Regions from separate parts of the Sus scrofa genome. Here region 1 is linked to region 2. Evidence: chromatin contacts called from public Hi-C data. All regions are on one chromosome and are shown on one strand. Each heading gives the region's core, a stretch centred on a gene start, on an enhancer-like site or on the middle of the called end of the contact. The rest is flanking DNA. Distances are from core to core; before and after follow the strand shown.

Region 1 (3,863 bases), core at 567-3,066, 340 kb after region 2:
TCCATCCACTGGTCAGAACTGTCCGAGGGTGCACTGCAGCCCCAGAATCGTCCTGGCCAGCCCTCCTTCCTCGCCCTCTCCTTGCCAGGGCCCCACAGCAAAGGATGGCCACACAGCTGCATCTCTATCTGAGGACTCCCTTCCTGCTCCTGCTCCTCCTCTTTTTCCAATACAGGCGGTTCTCCCCAAAAGTGACTTGCACATGGGAACCTACCTGGGCTCTGCTTCTCTAGGAGGATCCGAACTCAGAGGCCCTCAAGGGAAGCCACGAGACAAGGAAGGAAGGAAAGCCAAAAGAGAATGTTGACACGGCTACCACTATGGGTAACTGAAGGCTCAGCCCTGCCCGGAACCTTCTGAGAAACTGAAGCTTATAATTCTGAGGAATCACATCACCAAGGGGCAAAAAACCGGGAGTGTTTATCCACAACGGCTTCCCCTCCCTGCGTGAGGGTTACTTACGTCTGGGGCATTAAGGGTCTTGCAGTCAGATGCCGGCACTGCCTCTCAGGATGGCTGGGATTGGGCCAGGCCGTCCATTCGAGAGCCGGAGCTCTTTATCACTAAGTTCTGTCCCTCTGACTTAACTACACAGTTGATAGTTTGAGTTTGAAACCAACATGGTCTCCAATGGTTACTTTTATTTGGTCACAAATTGGAAACATTTTGGCAGTAAATGTCTCTCTTACTAAAATATCCCTTGTTAGAGGCATGGGAAATCTATGCAGCTGGCTGTTAGAAGACAATGGCTGCTTGCTAGCTGTGTGACCTTGGGTAGATGACTTAACCCCTCTGTGCTTCAGTTTCTTCATAGATCAAAAGCAAATAGTAGTCCATCTTGCCCACCTCACAGCATCGTTCTGAGGACCTTTGGCATGCATGTGTGTGAAGGAATTTCATAAACGGTAAAGTGCTGTCCAAGAGGAATGGATTATGCACCTGGAATAACCTTGAGCTTTCTCCCTACGTCCCTACAGTGTTCTGCTTCTGAAACAAATGCATATATTGTCTCATCTGTCCTTCCCTTGCCCCCACCCCCACTGTGTTCTAGGAGCTTCCTCTGATTACAAAACTGGTTTCACAATCTCACCAGTACAGAGTATTTCATTCTCTTCCAGCATGGCTTAGATAACACAGATTTAAGAGTTTGTAATTCATCCTTCATTGATCAATGTTCTTGACTGTTACACGCTTGCCTGAACTCCATCCCATTCAGTCATAGGGCCAGAGGCTTAAGAACAATGAATGGTTTCATCTTTTGCTCTCTCTCTCTCTCTCTCATCAGCTAGGTAGCTTTTCTTAACCCTCTCTTCCTGAGGTGGTCTCTAATCTTATTGGATCTTTCACCTCTTTGAGATTCTCTCTCTCCTTTGGAAAAAATAAAAATAAAACCTCATAAGCCTAGAGACACATATATATGCACAGGCACAGACACAGACACACACAAATTAGGAAAAATTTGGTGGGGGATTCACAGCCCCTCTGAAACCCAAGGATTGTGGGTAAAACCTTTGGTCTCTGAGGTCAACTAGATTGAGTTTTAAATCTTGGTTGCGTGTCAAGTATCTCAACCATGATCCTGGCCCACAGTTAAGTGCTCACTAAAGAACAGCTGCCTTTATCATTAAATTTATTTTATTATTAAATTTATCATTAAACATTACACTCCAGAAACATTACACGGCCCCAGGAACTGTTCCAGAAGAAGGCTGGGCAGCTCAAAGCAGAGATTTCCGTTTTCAAGAGGGAAGAGATGTGTGTTCAGCCTTAGAAGAGGCTGTAGTGCTGGTTCTCCCTCTGCTGGCCCATGGTTAACAAGCACCCTTTATTTTGATTCCAGTAAGTGTTGGTGTGGGTCCTGGGAAAGCAGTGTGGACAGAGATGGAGGTAGGCAGTTGGAGGGCCTGCGGGTTATTTCTGATCCCGGGGAACACACTAGAAAAGCTAAAGACAGGAAAGTGTATCTGTCCCATTATTTCTCCCTTTGCTTTTTTTAAACCAGTCTAATCATTGCATTTGCTGAGCAAATCCTTTTTGGGTATCCGCTCTGGGGAGCTGCCACAATCCCACATGAGTAAGATACAACCCTGCCCACAAACCCTGGGGCTCACCCTTGGGAGGGTTGCCTTGAATTTCTGACTTAGAGTTTCAGTTGAAATCCAGGGGCACAGATTCACCCCAGATGGGGTAATGATTATGAGCAAGGGCTTCGAGCTCTGACTCATAGCCCTGCCCTGGCTAGTGGGGTGACTGGTTCATTGCAGTTCTCTGAACCTCAGTTTTCCCATCTATAAATAGGGTTTATAATAGCCTCACCCCCACCTTATGGCACTGTTAGGCAGATTCACCAGGAAGTTGGGTGTGCCATGGAGGGTTTAACAATAAAAAAGAACTTAAGTGTTAGGTATTAGCGTTATGTTTAGTCTAACATAGAAATAAATTAAAACTTTTATTATTTTTAAAAATTCCACAATAATACTTGCTTCTTACACAAGGTCAAACCACTTGAAATGCTAGTATGCAGTCACTTTTGACATACAAAGCCAGCACATTTTCATGTAGTTCATCTAATAAAAAAATTAGAAATTTCAGATTGAAAAACTAGAAAGTATCCATAGCAACACCATCCAGAGACACACAAGTGGGCATATCCTTCTGACTTTGGGTGTATATGTAAATAAATAATGCTGGTGGAAACTAGAAATGAAATCCTGATCAGATCAGGGTTTTTTTTGTTTTTTGGTTTTTTTTTTTAAAGCTCAATCTGAATGGCGAAGAAAGGGTCAAAGTGCCCCACGGGACACCAGGAGAATGAGTGGAACACGTGGTATCGGGGTCACCGCTAACATCCATTTCACTGAGAGACGTTGCCTGGGTATTCTGTTTCTGTGGGACTTCACCAGCAGCAGCAGCCAGACTGTGCACCTGGCCCTCTGCCTGGCCCTTCCCAAGGGCAAAGTGCTGACTCAGCAGGTACAATCGGGCCTCAGCTAGTGAAGAATAAGGCCTTGACCAGCCATTTCATCAGTTCCTTAAGATGATATGAATTGTTGCGTGGACTTTATAATTTCCCAACCACTCTGTGTAATCAGAGCTTGGACTAGAGCACAATTACTTACTGGAGTAAAACTGTGGTGGATGGAGGTAACCCGCCATCTCTCTTTATTGTCCCAAGCACTTTGCCAACGTCAATAACGCTTCCCTATTTTTAGAAGGAGACATAGCCCTCAGGCTATGCACAGCCTAGCAGGGGTTAACAACGCATATCAAGAGTTTTCTGAACATACTGAAGCCCCTGTTCAGGGGTATAGAGGGAGGTGGGTCCAGAAGGGTTTGCTCCTTTAGTCTTCTGGCCCTGGGGCTGATGAAACTCTCTCTGATGTAGACACACTTCCGCAACCGTGTAGTGGCTTGTCATAGAATTCACCTTGTTCCCACCACGCCAAAGAGGGAGTGAATGTGGCCGTGTAAGAACCCTGGGCCCTGATTCTATTGGCGGAGTTGGTGACTCCTAGCAATTTATCCATCTCTGGCCTGTCGTTCCCCAAAAGAAAAACCAAGGGGTTTGAAACAGGGGATCTCTCCGTTTCCTCCTATTACCGTTTTCAAGCTCTCTGTACCTAATAGAAACCCTTTCTCCTCATTCACTGAGTCTGTGAACTAGAGGGTAGCAAGAATCCAAAGGTGAAAGGGAGAATTAGAAAATGTGGGAGTTTATTTTGTTCATTAAAAACACAACTGAGAGAATGAAGAGGCAAGCAGTCTGTAATTCATCTATTTGACAGAGAACTTACATCCAATGCATATGAAGAACTCCTATATATCAGTGGACAAAAGGGCAGATGACCCTCTGCAAAAAGGGT
Region 2 (3,540 bases), core at 204-2,703:
AAGTTATTCCCCCATCTCCAGCTGTGTAAAATGTGGTGCCTGAGATCGACATCACTTTGTGGCTCAAATTTTTCATATTGAATAAGATTGATTACTGCAGAAATCGTTAAGGAACCCTAAGATGACACACCAGTCGGCTGGCTGTCCTTGCATTTTAGTCACACCAGATCGCACCAAATCAAGAATCAGGGATGTATTATTTGAATCTGACATAAAATATCCATAACTAGAATTCAGGTAGGCATTCCACCCATGAAGATGCAGGCTCAATCCCTGGCCTCACTTTGTGGAATCTGGCATTGCCGCAAGCTGTGGCGTAGGTGGCAGACCCAGCTTGGATCTGGTGTTGCTATGGCTGGGGTGTAGGCCGGAAGATACAACTCCAATTCAACCCCTAGCCCAGGAAATTCCACATGCCACAGGTGCGGCCCTAAAAATCAATAAGTAAATAAATAAGACCAAAAAAAAAAAAAAATAATAAAGTTCCCACTGTGGCACAACAAGATTGGTGGCACCTCTGGAGCACTGGGACACAGGTTTGATCCCCAGCCCCACAGAGTGGGTTAAGGAGTTGGCATTGCCGCAGCTGTGGCATAGGTCACAACTGCATCTCAGATCTGATCTCTGACCCGGGAACTTCATATGCCGCAGGGCAGCCAAAAAAGAAAAAAAAAAAAAAAAAAAGCAGTGGTATCCTTCTCAGGGTTGTTGGGGAGAATCAGTTAATTCTCATCAAGTTCTTTAAACAGCACCTGCACAGATGAAGCCCTGGGTGGACATCAGCCATTACGGTGGTGACACAGACGTACTGGGTGACAAAGGAGAAAGGAGAAATGGCACCTATGTGGTTCAGTCGGGGTTGGGGGATGGAAGAAGTGAAGGGCTCCCCATCAAACTGAGGTCCAGAGGGTGAGGCAGAGTCAGAAAGGTGGAGGATGGGGTGACAAGTCCCCCGGGCAGCGGGAATCCGCTACATGAAGCCCTTCAGACAAGGGCGAAGGGGGTTTGGGGGGAACCAAGAAGTGGGCTGACAGGAGAGGCTGGGAGAAAAGCCCAAATCTGATCCTCAAGGCCTTCCTGCCACCCTCTCCCACTCTGGAACTACAGACGTCTAGCCCATCGTCGCCCACTTTATTTGCTCAGCCATGTGGAAAGGGCTGGGGGCGTTCCATCCCTGCCTTGGGGGCCATGTCAGCACTAGGGGTTGGAGTTTGGTCAAGCGGGACTATTGCCAGAAGCTGTCAGGGACAGAAGAATTCAAGGGTGAGGGCTGGCTGTGTGCAGTCAGGCTCGACCAGGGAAGCCAAGGGCCACTGCAAAGTCAAAAGAGCTGGAGCAGCTGGAGCTGAAAACAAAGCCAAGAAAGCCAGAGGTCAGCCCAGTGGACACTGGAAGAAACAGAGAGATCACGGTGAGGAAGAAGAAGGGATAGGGTTCCAGAAAAATGCCCAGAGAAGGCTGCAAAGCCAGCAGCCTGTGTGGACAGGCCTGATCACGTGGTATGCGGGCGGACCCGCCCGGCTTGACTGCCCAGTGCCTGGATGGGTGCCAGGCACTCTTAGCCATTAACAAGGTTGAGAAATGAGGAGCAGTCCCAGCCAAGTGAGCTCTGTACAGACTCACATCTGCGCTCAGACATGGCCCTCCGTTGCCCTGGTGGGGGTGAGGGGTGTTCATGGGAACATGTCACCATCATCACCCCAGTGGGTCTAGGAGGAAAGGGTCAGAAGCCACATAGCTTTCAACAGCCTTGGCTCTAATGCCAGAAGGTCTGCGATCACCACCGCACCTCCAACAGGTGCATGTAAGTGTGGATAATAACAATGGAGCTTCGCATTATTTTTTTATGAGGATGACGTGAATCCATGTGGGCAAAGTATTTAAAACAGTGCTTGAAACAGAGTAAGTACTCTATGTTATTAATTAATTTGGTTCCACTTTAGTTATTCATTTAAAAAAATGTATCTAAGCCCATAGTCCAGGCTCCATGTTGGCTGCTCAGAATATCAAGAAAACTAAGGTATGGTCCCCGCCCTCAAAGAGCTCACAGTCTGATGAGTAGCCAGAAGAGAAAGGGATGAGTTCTAGCAGAGGCAGTGGTGCCAGGGGAGGGGGTGGGGGCCAGATGAGCCTGAGGAAGGGAAATAGGTTGGGGACAGAAAGACAGCTGGTAAATGCAGACTTATGTGTCCTGGTTACTCACACTTCTGACAATGGCCCAGGGAGAGAAGAGAAACAGATGCCAAGAACCATGAAGATAAAATGGTGACAGTGCCCTGAGAAGGTGCGGACCTGCCTTATCATCAGCCCCTTGGCCACCTCTTAGACACTGTCCTCCATTATTTAAGGATGCTAACGCATGGCGCTTTTGTGGCGCGGAATAAATACGTGTTTCAGAAAATACCAACAAGTTGCGACCAAGTCTCCTTTTCTCCCTGATATTCAGGCTTCTGGGTTTTTATTGCTCCCCATCAATTTATAATTCAATAAAAATAATTATGAAAGGCAATAGATTTGTCCTATGTAAAAAGAAGGCATCAGTGAGTTTCGGATGCATTTGGGGCTTTTATTTCTACTTGAAATTTCATGTTTTGAAAAGTAAATATATGAAGGGTTAGGACAATGATAATTCTTAGTGGTTCCATCATCCAAACATTTAAAATAAGAAAAAGGTCTCTGCCTACAAAGTGAAATTAGAATGGAAGTAGTTACAAGGATAATTCAAGGGTCCCTAATATCATTTTTCATTTTCTCCACGGTTTTGGTAACTTACAATTTAATCAAAATCACATCTTGACAGATGGATCCACTTTCCACAGTTTCCATTTGCTTCCAGGAAGACATCTGAGTGCAAATGTGTGTGTGTGTGTGTGTATATGTATATGTGTGTGTGTGTGTATGTGTGTATATATGTATATGTGTGTATATATGTATGTATGTGTGTGTATATATGTATAAGTGTGTGTGTATATGCGTGTGTGTATGTATATATATGTGTGTGTATATAATATGTGTGTGTGTATATATATATATATATATATATATATATATGTATGTATTTTTTTTTCCCTGACTGGAATACACCAGAGTAGTGTGAGGTCAAACTACTCTTTTAATCTGATTTTAAAACCATATGTGCTTTTGGTAGAAAAATGTGAAAATATAGAGAAACTTAAAGAAGAAAAACAACCCAGAATTCCATTTCCTTGTGGCGCAGTTAACTGAAGTATTTCCTCTCCAGTGTCTTATTTTTACGCATATTTTGTTGTTGGTCTTTTTGTTTCTTTTAAATCATTAAGACTTTTGTTTCTTTTAAATCATTAAGACTATGAGTAAGCCAGGGATTGAACCCTGAGCCACAGCAGTGACAATGCCAAATCCTTAACCACTTGGCCACCAGGGAGCTCCTAAGACTACGGTGTTTACCCACATTCATAGTTAACTTTTTCGCTGTAAGCGTTATTGAGGATGTTCCCACACATTGTCCCCACCCGCCTGATGATGGCCCTACGTAATTTTCTCTGAAGGGCAATTCAGGTA

What was found. Hi-C and Micro-C count contacts between places; a contact is called where the count stands out from the background.
Region 1: a contact with region 2 is called in a Hi-C map of liver, with 4 times the contacts expected there. The contact joins two enhancer-like sites. A contact is called at or near these places in 2 of 47 Hi-C or Micro-C datasets (both in liver) and 1 of 2 datasets of contacts at active chromatin or transcription factors (alveolar macrophages).

Annotation. Positions count from the first base shown.
Region 1 is chr8:10,563,380-10,567,242 of Sscrofa11.1, forward strand. No RefSeq gene overlaps it. Among named protein-coding and RNA genes, the nearest start is that of C1QTNF7, 93 kb to the right of the region's middle. Within about 2 kb of position 1,817, at least 10 of the 83 cell types and tissues checked have an H3K27ac peak or open chromatin away from gene starts, as enhancers often do. A contact at or near this core is called in liver, where this site is marked.
Region 2 is chr8:10,226,783-10,230,322 of Sscrofa11.1, forward strand. The region is part of intron 4 of LOC102158082 (a long non-coding RNA gene); the gene reads right to left. Among named protein-coding and RNA genes, the nearest start is that of CPEB2, 180 kb to the right of the region's middle. Within about 2 kb of position 1,454, at least 15 of the 83 cell types and tissues checked have an H3K27ac peak or open chromatin away from gene starts, as enhancers often do. A contact at or near this core is called in liver, where this site is marked.